Regions from separate parts of the Callithrix jacchus genome. Here region 1 is linked to region 2. Evidence: chromatin contacts called from public Hi-C data. All regions are on one chromosome and are shown on one strand. Each heading gives the region's core, a stretch centred on a gene start, on an enhancer-like site or on the middle of the called end of the contact. The rest is flanking DNA. Distances are from core to core; before and after follow the strand shown.

Evidence for each region. Hi-C and Micro-C count contacts between places; a contact is called where the count stands out from the background.
Region 1: a contact with region 2 is called in a Hi-C map of skeletal muscle, with 5 times the contacts expected there. The contact joins two enhancer-like sites. A contact is called at or near these places in 2 of 3 Hi-C or Micro-C datasets (both in skeletal muscle).

What each region holds. Positions count from the first base shown.
Region 1 is chr4:27,235,577-27,242,601 of calJac240_pri, forward strand. It overlaps SLC22A23 (solute carrier family 22 member 23), which reads left to right. Exons shown (of 11, transcript XR_013533801.1): 2 at 2,979-3,082. It overlaps LOC144582043 (a long non-coding RNA gene), which reads right to left. Exons shown (of 2, transcript XR_013533804.1): 2 at 1,619-4,902. Among named protein-coding and RNA genes, the nearest start is that of SLC22A23, 42 kb to the left of the region's middle. Within about 2 kb of position 5,560, at least 3 of the 16 cell types and tissues checked have an H3K27ac peak or open chromatin away from gene starts, as enhancers often do. A contact at or near this core is called in skeletal muscle, where this site is marked.
Region 2 is chr4:26,919,256-26,925,882 of calJac240_pri, forward strand. It overlaps PXDC1 (PX domain containing 1), which reads left to right. Exons shown (of 5, transcript XM_002746262.6): 5 at 1,879-2,990. The coding sequence ends at 1,996. Among named protein-coding and RNA genes, the nearest start is that of PXDC1, 30 kb to the left of the region's middle. Within about 2 kb of position 1,441, at least 2 of the 16 cell types and tissues checked have an H3K27ac peak or open chromatin away from gene starts, as enhancers often do. A contact at or near this core is called in skeletal muscle, where this site is marked.

The sequences.
Region 1 (7,025 bases), core at 4,310-6,809, 320 kb after region 2:
AGCATCTTATTGGCTAGCACCTTAATGGGGTCCTGGCTGCGCCGGGCCAGATCTACCCATTGCTCAGGTGACTAAACTCACAACAGTATTGGCAATTTCCTCCAGTACCCTGAATGCTTTATTAAAATATCTTCTGCCTCCTGGCCATCTCATAGAAGCATAATGTACTCATTTGCATCCTTTAACCTCAAGTAAACTCATCAATGGGAAGTCTTGGTGGAGACATGAAAGCATTTCAGATGACTCCCTGCCATTGAGACAGCAGCTGGTGCCGTTCTCCCCTGCAGCAAACTGGGGTCAAGATTCGTTCCTCTCCTGCCAAGATTGTGTCTGGCTGAGGCTGCTGCAGGCATGGTGCAACTGGGAGATGAGTGGTTCCAGGTGTTGTAAGCACCGCCTCTCCCAGAATGTATAAACCAAGCTGGGAAAACAGAATGTGTACACTGTGGGTTATGAAGCTGTAACTCACATTTTAAGGCAAAACCTGCATTCCTGAAGTTAGAAATAGGTTGCATGGTGGAAGGTTTTTATTATCAAAAATACATTTTTTCCTAGAAACAGCACATTTGTGAATGTTGGTTTTCCAGGCTTGCCTCCAAAAACCCACTTAACTCATCACCTAGCTGTACAACCCGGCGTTTGCAGGACAGAGCAGCAGCCAGGAGTCTTGTGCATGGTTCCCACAGCGTTTTAGCTTCTCCCTGCTCTTGGGAGTTGTTTGAACCCCAGCCCAGGAGAGTGAAGCTCATTCACTGCCTTCAAAATGGCAGGGCAGCATTGGCCAGTAGTTCTCAGAATCACCGGGCAGGCTTGCTGAGCCACACTGCTGTGCTTACCTGCAGGAGCTTTCATTCAGTGGGCCCGGGATGGGGCCCAAGAACTTGCCTTTTCTAACTAGTCCCCAGGTGGTGCTGATGCTGCTGGTCCTAGACTGCAGTTTGTGGACCACTGGAGCAATCATGGAAGGACATTAACCCTGGAAGGAGTTATGAATTCTTAATAAGTCTGAATTCTTAATCAGTATCTGGGCCAGATGCGGCAGCTCACCCCTGTAATCCCAGCACTTTGGGAGGCCAAAGTGGGAGGATCACAAGGTCAAGAGATTGAGACCATCCTGACCAACATGGTGAAACCATGTCTCTACTAAAAATACAAAAATTAGCTGGGCATGGTGGCATGTGCCTGTAATCCTGGCTACTCAGGAGGCTGAGACAGGAGAATTGCTTGAACCCTGAAGGCGGAGGTTACGGTGAGCCGAGATTTTACCACTGCACTCCAGCCTGGCACCTGGCAACAGAGTGAGACTCTGTCTCAAAAAAAAAAAAAAAAAAAAAAACCCAGAATCTGTGCAACCAGCAGTGCCTGGCTGCCAAATTCATGAATAAACCCTGACAACAGTAAGTTCCAAGCCGTCTTTTATTGACGAGGCCCTTGTCCAGTCTGTGCTTACATTCCGTATTCTCTTTTTTCCTGGGCATGGCATTGCAGATGACTCTCAAAGTCGATAGGGCAGAAAAAGAAGTCACCCTCCTCAGGTCTCTGGAAAGCCAGACCTGCCTTGGGGACATCGGTGAGCCAGCGTGTGTGTCCAGGAGTCCATGGCAGCAGTGGAGACGGTGTGACAGGCAGTGCCTGCCTACTTACCCCAGCCAGGCGCTTTTCCCTGCACCCACTGACATGGAGCTTGGCTTTTTCTGAATTTCACTGAAGCTGAGAATCACAACTGTGACCTCAGGGGCCTCGATCAGGCTCTGGAAGTTTGGGAACATGGGGTAGGAGGACCTCAGTGCCCTCTAAGGATCCATCCTCTGCTGCAGTCTGGTAGCATAGACACAAGGGGCCGGGGGAGACATCTAAGAAGACAGAGCTAGCTAGGATCAGGGTCAGCCCACTCACTTCTGCATGCCCCACCCCCTTCCATATGCCCCACCCCCTCCAATCCTGCCTCTGCTCCCACAACACCTCCAGGTGTGGCATTCTCAAATGCATTGGCATGCATTTCTTCAGCTGCTTCCCCACACCACCCCATTCTCTGTCTCCACTGACCTAGAGTTGAGAGTCCAGAACTGGAAGCTTTGGCCACTTCTTTGCAGCAGAAGCAGGATATCTAGACCCCCACTCTGCTGTCTCCGGGGCCTGGCCAGCAGGGACCCTGCTTATTTATTTGCCCCTCTGGCCCGGATGCAAGCTGCATGTGGATTTGAGTCCACACACTTGGGCACACATCACTTAGAGGGAACAAACAGGGGTTTCTCCCTTGACTCTGCAAGTGGAGAAAAGAAAAATGAGAAGATTGTATTTTTCTTATTAAACAATCCAGTAATCTGAACGTTGTATTTACTAATTGACCGGTTTTCTCTCCAAGTGGAGCAGATGGCTTTAGAGGAGAACATAGGAAAACACAAGGGACATTTCTAAGGGAAAAATAGAATGTTTAGTTAAAGTTCATATTTCACTATTCACTACTAACTCTCACCTTTATTTTAAGGCTCCTTGTAAAGTTTTGGGAGTGTTTTGAGATGAAAATATGAAAGTAACTTTTAACCTCCCCCTGTCACCACAATACCCATGCAGAAAGTTGTCAGGGTCTCCCAGCCCCTGGGCCCCCGGAGCAGCTCTTCAGGGTGAGGGATCACTGGTCCTCAGGGATGCCTGGTCTCCCTTGCTGTCCCGCTTTGCCTCGGTTTACATTTCTCGTGGTGGTTGGGACAGAAGAACACACATCCCCAGACTTCCTGTATCATCCTTTGCAGACTTATAATCTGTCCCAGACGGAAATGTTACACTTCCTTTTGTGGGCAAATTATATGTCTCATTGTATTTTAAAAAACGTGGAAGAGACTCTGAATGGCGTATGTGGCATGGTACTGGCAACGGTGCCACAGTCCCTCTAGGGTTGTTGTATTGCCCTTAAAATTGAGTACGACTAGCTCTGTGTATGTTTCTCTCTGATTTATTTTCTATTTGCCCCTCTCTAGTGGGATCTTGTGTGTGATAATGCCTGGAAGGTCCATATCGCTAAGTTCTCCTTACTGGTTGGATTAATCTTTGGCTACCTAATAACTGGATGCATTGCTGACTGGTGAGTACCAACGTGCCCGCCGCACGAACCTTTGGAAGCCACAGCACGCCTCTGGTGGCTAAAGAAAAGTGGTCAGTGTTAGCTTACCGTGACTGAGTCTTTTCCCAGTGCCAGAGCAGAAGGCCAAAGCTGCCATGTGGAGAATGCAGAGCTCAGAGAAATGGCCCATGCACATAGCAGATCATTTGGAAGTGTGAATTTAAATTCAAAGCAATTCTCTAGCTGCTAGAATCTAGCAGAAGTAGCCTGCAGCCCCATCTACTTCTAACCTTTGATGTTCATTTAGAAAGAGCTTGAAAACGTATGTGCAGGGCTCCAGGGGCTGGGCACTAAGGGGTGGATACAGAAGATGCATTAAAAAATAGGGGTGGGGGAGCTAGAGACCCTTCCCCCATGTGAGCTGAATGAGGAAGGCAGTGCTGATGAGCACCTCTGAATGTCACGTAGATCTTTAGAGAGGGAGAGTCCTTGGCTTAGCCAGGAGATGCCTCTGCAGGATCTGGGGGGAGCTGCGTCTTGAGGGATAAAGAGCATTTGGGTAATACAGATGGGCTCTGAGGGCAGGGGAGGCGGTGGCCAGAGGTGAGAATGCATATGCTTTGTGGGGGTAGGAGAGGAAGTCTGGGTGCCTGGAGCAAAGCACCTTTGTAGTTCAGGATGAAGGAATGAGGTTGGTAGGACAGAGGTCTGCAGGTAAAGATGGTAGCAGAGACATGAATAATAATGATACCATTAGCAGGTAACACTTGCTGAAAGATTACTATGTAGCAGGCACTGTGCCAAGTAGTTCCATACATTAACATCTCCTTACAACGTATTATTACCTGTGTTTTACAGTTGGAAAAGCACAGAAGTGTAAGTAAAATCCCCAAGTTCACCCAGCTTTAAGCTGGAGAGCCAGGACTTGAACCTCAGCCACATGGCCCCAGAGCCTGCCCCTCCACCAGGGTGCTGCCATGCTTTTATTTAAGACATTCTGTGGTCACAGGAGCAGCAGCGGTGACGTGTCCAGGCAGGGAGGCAATTGCACAATGTTGACAGGTTTTTCAAGTAGTGAGACTGCTCAGGAGAGGGGCACACTCTAACTATCTCCCCAGCTTGCACTCTTTTCTCTTTAAAGGATTTTTTTTTTCTGGTGAATCAGGACATCTTGGCCTGATGACATAATAAGGGCCCAGAGTGATACAGAGCAAATCTGTAGGTCCTGTGACCTCTGCACCTCAGTTAACGGAGAATGCTGGCCTGGGTGGACAGCAGCAGAGGGTCACATTACACATGTGGAAAATTTCTGCCAAAACCAGCGTTCTATTTGGGAGTTCCCTGAGCTGGCATGTAATGTGATTTCCTGTGTGCTCGATATCTGCTTCATCATCACTTGCAAGTGCCTCTCATGGACACATTCTCTGTGAACAGCAGCAGAGAAGCAGTCAGTGACCTCTGGAGACCTATGCGGGGGACCCCTTGCGGGCTTTCTCTGGTGGAGGCAACACGGGGTTTATTTTTTAAACCAAATACTTGAGTTCATAGGTTTCTATTGTGAGCTATATTGGTCTAAAATATGCTGTTTCCCAGAAATCTCCACTGATATAGGTTAGAAAAATATACTAATATAATCCATGTCACCGTCTTTCTAAAAAAAAAAAAATGCAGACTTGACGGGTATTAGTGTCCTTATTCAAGAAATAATTTGATAGAAAAGTAGAAATCGACTTTTATTAATGAAGCAGTCCGTAATAGTTGAAATTGTTTAAAGGTTGTTTTCTTGGCTTTCTTCTTGTTGTACACACATGTGATGTGGCCTCCCTGATCACACACCAGGCCTGAGGACAAAAGACTAGAGTTTGGGTCTTGCTCTTTGAGTAACCAGAGGTCTGACATCGCAAACCCTTTCTCTGCAGTTGCTTTTCTGAGGGTCCTCATCAGATGGGCCAGATTGAGGGGGTACCCTGGGAATCAGGGGCAGACTGCCTGAGTGGTGGTTTTTGAACATTTTGAGTGGGCTTCCCTTTCCATTTGAGAGCTTGGTATTTTCCAACCCCATTCTCTGGCATTTTATTCCCTGCTTGAACCTTGCTTAAAAGGAAATAAACCCATTGAAAGGGAACTCCAGACCTCACGGCTGTGAGCCCTGTTTCATGGCTGCACGGGGAAGTTGACTAAGTCATATAGTATGCTTCCTAAAGCTGCAGTCAGCATTTAGCAACATTTAAACAGTACTCGTCTTTCTTTAAAAAGTGACTGTTTTTGACACTAAGTTTTGTCTGGGGATGTTCACTGGGCATTGGTATAAAACCTGCTAGTTCAGGTGGGTGGGGGGAGATGATGGCCTGCAGCCCCAGAGATGCACTCCCTTCTTCGCGGCCTTTGTCACTGCAGCAGGCTTCTCCCTTCTTCCCCAGCCCACCCTGGGAAGCTGGCCAGTATGGGCTGCCCTGGAGGACCCCTTGCCCTCCAGCTCCTGGCTGAGCATGTCCAGTGGGGAGCAGCAGCTGTAAATCCTCAGGGGAGAGGAGAGTGAGGTCAGGCACTTGTGTGCCCAGCTTGCTCTCTGCCAGGCTGGAGGGGCCAGCCACCTCCTGTCCATGACCTCCACATAGAACCTCATTCTCTCTGGGGCTAGGACCGTCCTTCCCCTACTCCCTGCTGTCAAGAGCCATAAGGTCAAACACCATCTCTTGTGGGTTTCCTCATAGCTTGTTTACTCTTTTATAAATAATCCCTTTATTAAAATCTCCTCCAGTCACTTCATTTGAGTGGGACCTCTGTTTCCTGTTGAGACCCTGTGTCAGTTCTCTATGGCTGCTGTTACAAATTACTGCAAGCTTGGTGGCTTCCATAATCCAAATGAATGATCTTAACAGTTCTGCAATTCACAAGTCCAACAAAGGTCTCACTGGTCTAAAGTCAGGTTGTCAGCAGGGCCGTGTTCCTTTTTACAAGATCTAGGAGACAGTCTGCTTCCCTGCTTTTTCTAGCTTCTAAAGGCCACCTGCTCATGGCCCCATCCTCCATCTTCAGAGCCAGCAATGTCAAGTCAATTCCTTCTCACATCACTACCTCTCTGGTTCCCTGGAGCCAGGGGAGATTTTCCTTGTCATTAGATTGGACCTACCTGCAAAGTCACCTCATCTTAGGGTCCTTAAGCTTAATCTCATCTTGAGAATTCCTTTTACCATGAAAAGTAAAATACTTACATGTTCTGAGGATTAGGACATGGACATATTTGAGGACCACTGTTCTACCCACCACAGATCCTAAGTGATAAAGTCCTCTGCATTACAGACAAAGGCTGTGACTTTATCAGTCCTCTCTGAGGCGGTTCTGCTCTGGGAGCCAGTTCCTGTGAAAACCATCCATACTTGTAGCTAACATGTAACGAATGCTTGCTGAGCATTTGTTCATATCCACTCCTGTCGACATCATTATGAAGTAATGATTAATTGGCCCTTACCAAAGGGAACTCGAGGCTCATTCAAACAAGCCTGGCCTTACTCCAGATCACATAGTTCAGAAGTGATGATCCTGGCTGGATTCAGAACCAACACACTCTGACTTCAAAGACTGTTTGCCCTGTAGACCTTGATGATAAGTTTTACTTCTTGATTTTAGCAACCATTTGGGAGGCAGGTACTTAGAATGGTTGCCACATTCTTAAAAAGATCAAAACTCTTTTCTGAAACATCAGAACAGAGCAAGCCATGTTTGGTAGGCATCAGGGATGTAGAAGTGTAGAAAGAAATGAACACGAAAACATTTTACTGTTCACTTTGTACCAGGCGTTGCATCTGTTCCCCTCATCCCCCCTAGTGAATGACCTCAACACTCCACCACATAGGATGCTGATCCCCATTTTACGGACCAGGGAGGCCAAGGGTAATGCACGATGTTAGAGTTAGTTCATTTTCCTTCATTTTAGGAGAATGACTAAAGCTGTATTTTAAAC
Region 2 (6,627 bases), core at 191-2,690:
CTCACCTCCCCACACAGCTGTCCTCGCCGGCACCCGAGGCTGATTGTCCTCATGGGCACCTGAGGCCGACCGTCTGGCCTGAGCCTGTGAGCCCAGTGCTGCCAGATCCAGGGCAGGGCTCCACAGCAGAGTCTCAGCAGGCTGCCCCCAGTCTGGCCCCAGGGGGGAGTGGGCACCAGTGCCCTGTGCTCAGGGAATGGTTGTATCTGATAGAGATGGGGCCGGGGGGACGTCCAGGCCTCTGCAGGTGACAGTCTCAGCTGGGGAAGGGATTGCCCGACTTCTGGGAGGTCATCCAGGGCCAAGGCACTGGGCAGTTCTGTGGGGACCTCCAGGGGCTTCAGTCCGTGACTCATTTTCCCTGAGCATCCCAGTCCCCCTCTGTCCTCATGTCTCCAGCATCTTGTGATCTGGGCAGGGAGGACAGGCAGGTGGTGGGACACTGTGCAGGTGTTGTGGACCTGCCCCTCACCTGACTTGAGCCTTTCAGCACGTCCAAGGTTCCCCCTTGGGTTTCCGTTCAGCCCTGGTTTGGGGAAGAGATTTCATTCCCTGGGATGAAGTGGGAGAGACTGCTCTGTCCCCCTGAGCTCTCACAGCTCTCCCACCCACAGCTAGGGCTCTCTGTGCCATGGCCTCCACCCCAGCCTCGCAGTGCCAGGACTGTGAGCACAGGGAAACCGAGGCAGGGGCTGACCCCCACACTCCAGGCCTGGCCATGGAGGCAGCGGGGAGGCCCGCCTCTGCGGCCTCAGCCTCTCCTATCCAAACGCCTTAAAGCTGTCTTCCCCCTTGAGGTCAGTGGAATTCACACAGTGTCCTAGTTAGGGGACATGTGCTGGCCCTGCTTTCTTCTGTGTCCAGCCAGGAGCCCAAGACTGTGCAGTCTTCCTGGTCACAGCAAAGCTTTCCAGATATGGCTGAGTTCCTGTAACTGTCCACAGGCCAGGGCCACCTCCAGGCACTGGGAGTGGCGCAGGAGGCAGCCCTGAGGTGGCTCCCAGGAGAGCAGGGTGGCCTCCCTGGTTTGGGCTGATTCGTAGGTTGAGGCAAATGGCAATAGCACATGCAGCACTGCAGCACTGCTCCGTCCCCCTTCCTGGGGAGAAGGTTCTTGTGCTTTTCTCTTTGTTATGCCCTTTTTAAGACTTGGATTATCTTACTAGCTTAGGAGGCCGTGCCGGGGCTGGAGAGTGAGTAGAAGCAGTTACAATGAGTGGGGAGTCAGTATAGGGGGCTTTTACATCCCCTTGTTTGGGGTTTGTATTCTTCCCTTAGTTGTCCACACCCCATGTAAGCCCCCCACATTTGGATACTTCTCATCTGCCAGAGCCTGAGTGAAACACGCGCCCACATGCAGACTTCCCCGCTAGAAGGTGTCTCCCCACGTGACCTCCACAGGCCTCGCCAGCTCCTCTCCAGCCTCCTGTTCCCTCTGCAGCCTCCTATGGGTACATGTGCCATCGCCGCTGTGGTCAGGCCATGAGCCCGTGACCATTCTTTCCATGCTGTCCCCAGGGCTTAGCACGGGGCAAGCACCTCTTCCCTGAGGACAGACCCTGCCTGCCTTGTCCACAGCTGATCCCAGAGCCTGCTGGGCATGGAACAAGTGGTGAAAATCTGCACCCCATGAATGAAGGCTTGAATGGAGGCCTCGCTAAGGAGTGTCTAAGCAAATACAGATGGCCGTCTCCAAGGCAGTGGAAACCACAAGCTCTGGCAGTCTCAGAGGAGGAGCCAGCTCACTGGTTAATTTGTAGCCATGATTTTTTGCACACTTCCTGGTGGGCATTGAAAGCCATGCTCACAGGCCCAGCGGATGTTTGGTGGTGATCCCAGCAATGAGCCAGCCCTCACCTCTGTTTTCTCTATTTTCAGATTTGAGAACGGCAGTGAGTTTCCCTCAGAGCTGGAGGACGGGGACGACCCGGCAGCTTACGTCACCAACCTGTCCTATTACCACCTGGTCCCCTTCGAGACAGACATTTTGGACTGAGGCTTTCCATGGGGCCTCCCCTGCCTCAGCCCTTCACTGCCAGCTCCGGTGCTGTCCACTGTACTGGCCCCCATGGCCACAGCTGCTGCCCCAGCCCTGGACCTCCCAGACGACCCAGGCCCCACTGACGCTAGGAGACCGGGGTGTCCTGCGAGTGGAGCAGCGGGGGCTTCTAGTGGTCCAGGCTGATGGCAGAGTCTCCAGCAATCCGAGCCCACGTCCCAGAGGCCACAGGGCCTTTGTTCTGAGGGTCTTCACTCCCCACTTGGTGCTTGCAGGGCTGCGCGCTTCAGGTCCGGGACAGCTCCTGTGAGCCCGCTCTCACTGTGACTGCTTCCTAGGAGCTGCATCCAGCTTGGTCAAGTGGCGTAGTGCCCCCGGCCACCCTGGCTCCCCACTGTTCCCTCCCGCGGCAAACACATAAGACGTGCTGAGGGAGATTCTGACGAGTCACCATTCCAGATGCCACAGGCAGGGGATGTTGAGTAATCCAGGGTTTCTGTGAGAACTGGGATGTGCAGCTTCTTGTTGTTGCTTTTTACCTTTTATCTGGAAACTGGGTTTGGGTCAACCGTAGGAGTGTTTGCAGAAGGCCCAGCACGGTGGGGTATTGGCTGCAGGGCGGGGAAGGCATTCTGACCAGACACTTGTGTGAGGTTGAACTGAGCGAGCCTTGGTGGTTCTTCCCAGAGGAGAGGAATTTCTTCCTGGCCTGCCAGGTCTCCGGGCCTTCGGCGAGGGTCCCAGTGCTGCAGCCACACTACCCTGGTGTGCTCATTGACAGAGTTGCCATCGTGAACCTAAAGGACGGGAATGGAGGGAAGCCGGGCTCCTTGCCCATAGGAGAGGATCCCCATTCTTCCAGCATCTCTGCTCGCAGTGTCTACTAATGACCGACATTTGCTAATGTAAATAATAGTAAATTATTGAGAATTCTAATTCTTTTACACAGTCTGTTTTTAATCTATTTTAATTAAATAAAATCTGTGCTCTATTTTGGTCTGTCCAAGATGTTTGCATATAAAGTATAAAGGTGTGGTTCTTTCTGTCCCCTGCCTTGGGACGGGGTGGAAACCAAATACCCCCACTCCTTGGGCCTGGCCCCTCCCACTCTGTCACATTCCATGAGTTAGAAAGTGTGTTATGTTCTTACCCTAGGGAAATGATCTGCACACATTGCAAAATGAACACACAGCTTGTTTTCTTTTGGAAGAAGAAGGGGGTTGACTTAGGGTTTTTTCTTCCATTTTTCTTTTTGGCAGCCACAGGAAATCTCTTCGATGACCCAGCTGCAAAGTGTTTGGAAAACTCTGCCCCTACCGCAAAATCTCTCTCTCTTTCCCTCCCCCACAAAGAGGCTCCCTTATCTCTCACTTTACATACCGGCCCTAGCCCTCCCGCCGCCCAGCTTCCCGCCGCCCAGCTTCCCGCCCAGCAGTTCAAACTGACCAACAGTTGCCCACCACCTCGGCTTTTGGCTTCCCCACCCCCCAGCCCTTCAGCCCCCTATAAAACAACCCTGCCCCTCTGAGCGGCGCGGCCATTTTTCCTTTTCGTCCCGGCTGGCCTGCCCGGAGGCTCTTTCCTCTCAATAAAGCCTGAACTTAAGGAATTTCCTCTAGCCTGCGGTCCGGTTTTTTCCGAACGAGCTCAGTCTTCCCGCAGAGGGTAGGTCGGACACAAAGCACATGGGCTTTCCTTGGGTTTTTCATTTCCCTTTGCCTTCCAGCTGAGTTGTTTAAAGCATCTTGGTTTCAAATAGACTAGTAGGCAGCAGACTCAGGTTGACCAGTTGCCTTTTTCTTGATGGGTCTAATTCAGTTCTGTGCAAGGATGGGGCTTCCTGCTTAGTAGCTAAGGTTAGAATTGATCAACATGTTCAGTTACTGCCCATCTGACTTTCAAGGATTGATTCGCTGATTAGTCTCATTCTCCGTCTGAGAGGCGCTTCTTCCAGCCATGCAGTCACTGCAACGCATCTTCCTCAGCCATCCCCTTGCTCAGGCTGTGTTCCTCTGCCAAGACCTGAATTTGGCTCCCCAGCCTCATCCCCTGGCTCAGCCTTCACTGAAGAAGTTTTACTCTCCCTAATCGGTGTACAGCGAGGTCTTGAAGGTAGGGGTAAGATGTCTGGACATCTGTTGTCCTATTAAACACATCAGAGCATTCTCTGGCTTCCATTTTTTTTTCCTGGAAAAACATGTAAGTCCAATTTTCATATTCCCACACTCGAAAGAGCCCCGAGTACAAACGAGTGTTTCTTTAGTGCAATGAACATGCCTACCAGCACTCAGCAGCCCTGTTGGGAGCAGTATGGCATGGTGGGGACTGGCGAACAGGAGTGCTCAGGCCCCGCAGCCAGGGAGCAGCTACCACTGCTCAGTTGAGCTGGCGGTTTTGCCTGGAAGTATGGGCCTGGTATGGCTGGACCTCCTAGTTTTTCCATGAAAGCTAGAAATCTGACTCTTTGTGAAATATCCCAATTTCAAAGTGTTGGCAAAAAAAGAAAAATAGATTGAAAACTTGATCAAGTGAAAGAATTGTGAATTTTCAGCCTCTAAACTGTCATTTCAGAAAATCGATACCAGAGCAGTTCAGGTTCATGTGTGAGTTTTCACTCTTGCCTGCACCGTCCTCCGGGGACTGGCTTTTCTCCTCATTTGGCTCTCATGCTGTTTGTGCTGCTCTGGCAACCAAGAGACGCTTGGCAGCCGTGGCTTGGACACTGCCCTCAGTCACTGACAACTGCGTGAAGGCTGCTGTCATAAACTCCATTTACTACCTTAGGCTCCTGTGAAGTGGTGGGCAGGTCAAACAAATTCCCGTTGCCAAATTAAATCATTTAAGTCACCCAAGTTTCCTGTTTGAAAAGTGCTTTCGGCATACGTGGTTTATGGGTCGTGGAATCATCCCTTCTTTGTCCGTTTTGTGATAAATGCTCATTGTCATGTATGAGGCCTGCTTAAAGTGACACATGCACAATGTAAACGTCACCTAGGCTCATCACATGATGATTCCTGCAGAATTGATGCTCTCTAGCACAAGCTACCCGGTAACAGAGCCGCCTGTGGGCTCATTTGTGAGCATACAGTTCTCATGGGTCTAACATTTATTAATAGAAGTACACGTGGGGGTGTTGGCAGCCAAACTGCCCTGAGCAATGTGTCCTAACCTTCACCAGTTTCTCCTGCTGCGGATAGAACACATTCTTGGCTTTCATTTAAGAAGCATTCTGTGAAATTATAGCTTATAAATTATAAAATTATAATTTTCTTTTTATTGCAACTAAAATTGCTTGTCCTCTGTGCCTTCCACAGACCAGTATTCTCCTCTAGGCCCAAGGTCTTAAGAAGCAGATTGTATCATTGTTCAGGATGGCAAGGCCAGCAGATGAAGAGGTGACTGCCTTTGAAAAGATAGTTTGTTATACAGGCAGATCCCACGTCGAGGGGGCACATATGCCCTGGGGAACTGTGCAAGGAAGGACCAGGATAGGTCAAGAGGATGAAGAATCAAGGGAGGACATAGCAGGAGACTTTACTGTGGTTACTGTGGGGAGGAGATAGGCAGGCAGACTAAGCAGACTTAAAGACTGGCCAGTTTGATAATTTCAGCAGCTTCCTGGAACTAGGGGCTGTTCCTAGTTATCTGGTGCCTAGTCCTGTGGTGATTAGGGCAGGTGGATGGGGACCCAGAGTATGGAAGCCAGTAAGAGAGGTGGTTAGGTGTGGGCTCTGGATGGATTGGTTTGCATGTGTCAAGCAAACTAGCAGATGAGTCCTTTAATATCTCCAGGAACTGGATCATTCCTGGAGGGGCAGCCAGGATCAGCATGGCCCCATGATGTCAAAGCATCAGTTACAGAAACCAGAAACCATGGTGATGACACGCACCAATCCCTGTGGGTCCCTGGTTGATGGAGGCGTTTGATTTTATTTTTTGTGGAAACACAGAGAAAACCAAACGTGGCATGCTTGTATGCTTCATGCAGAAGAGCTTCCAACATGAACAAGGCTTCGTGTAGATGTAAACACTGCTTTTTAAAATTTGAATGGGTGATATATTCCTGCGGTCCAAAAATTTTAAAGCTTTGAAAGGTTTTGTAGAAAGTATCACTCTGCTTCCTGTCCTTACTCTACCTCCCAAAATTGATTAGTTTCTGGTGTATCCTGCCAATATTTCTTCATGCAAATGCCAAACAAATGTAAGCATACACTTCTTAGACAATAGCTGAAAGAATTCCTCTGGAGTCTATATAATTTAGCATTTATAGTCAATAACAACGTTGCTTGAAGCTGTGTCTATATCTTTGTCTGTCTATCTATCTAATTTATCTGAAGCACTTCAGAAATAGATGATCTACTCAAACTTAGTAAGTTTTGCTTTCTAAAGGGCTTGGCTGATGTGCAGCACATTATATCTTAAATAAGTGTAATTTTATTAGAATTCTGGGCAAAGCATTACACTTTCTGTTATTCACTGCTGTATGTTTTGAGGGTGGAGGTGAGAATAGGGGTGGTGGGGAGGTGCCCAAGGATGGTGAATTTGCCACAGGCCAAGGGGATGCTCTTGGTCTTACAGATAGTAACCTTCAGAGCAAATTTCTTTCCTGTGCACACACTCATATTAAA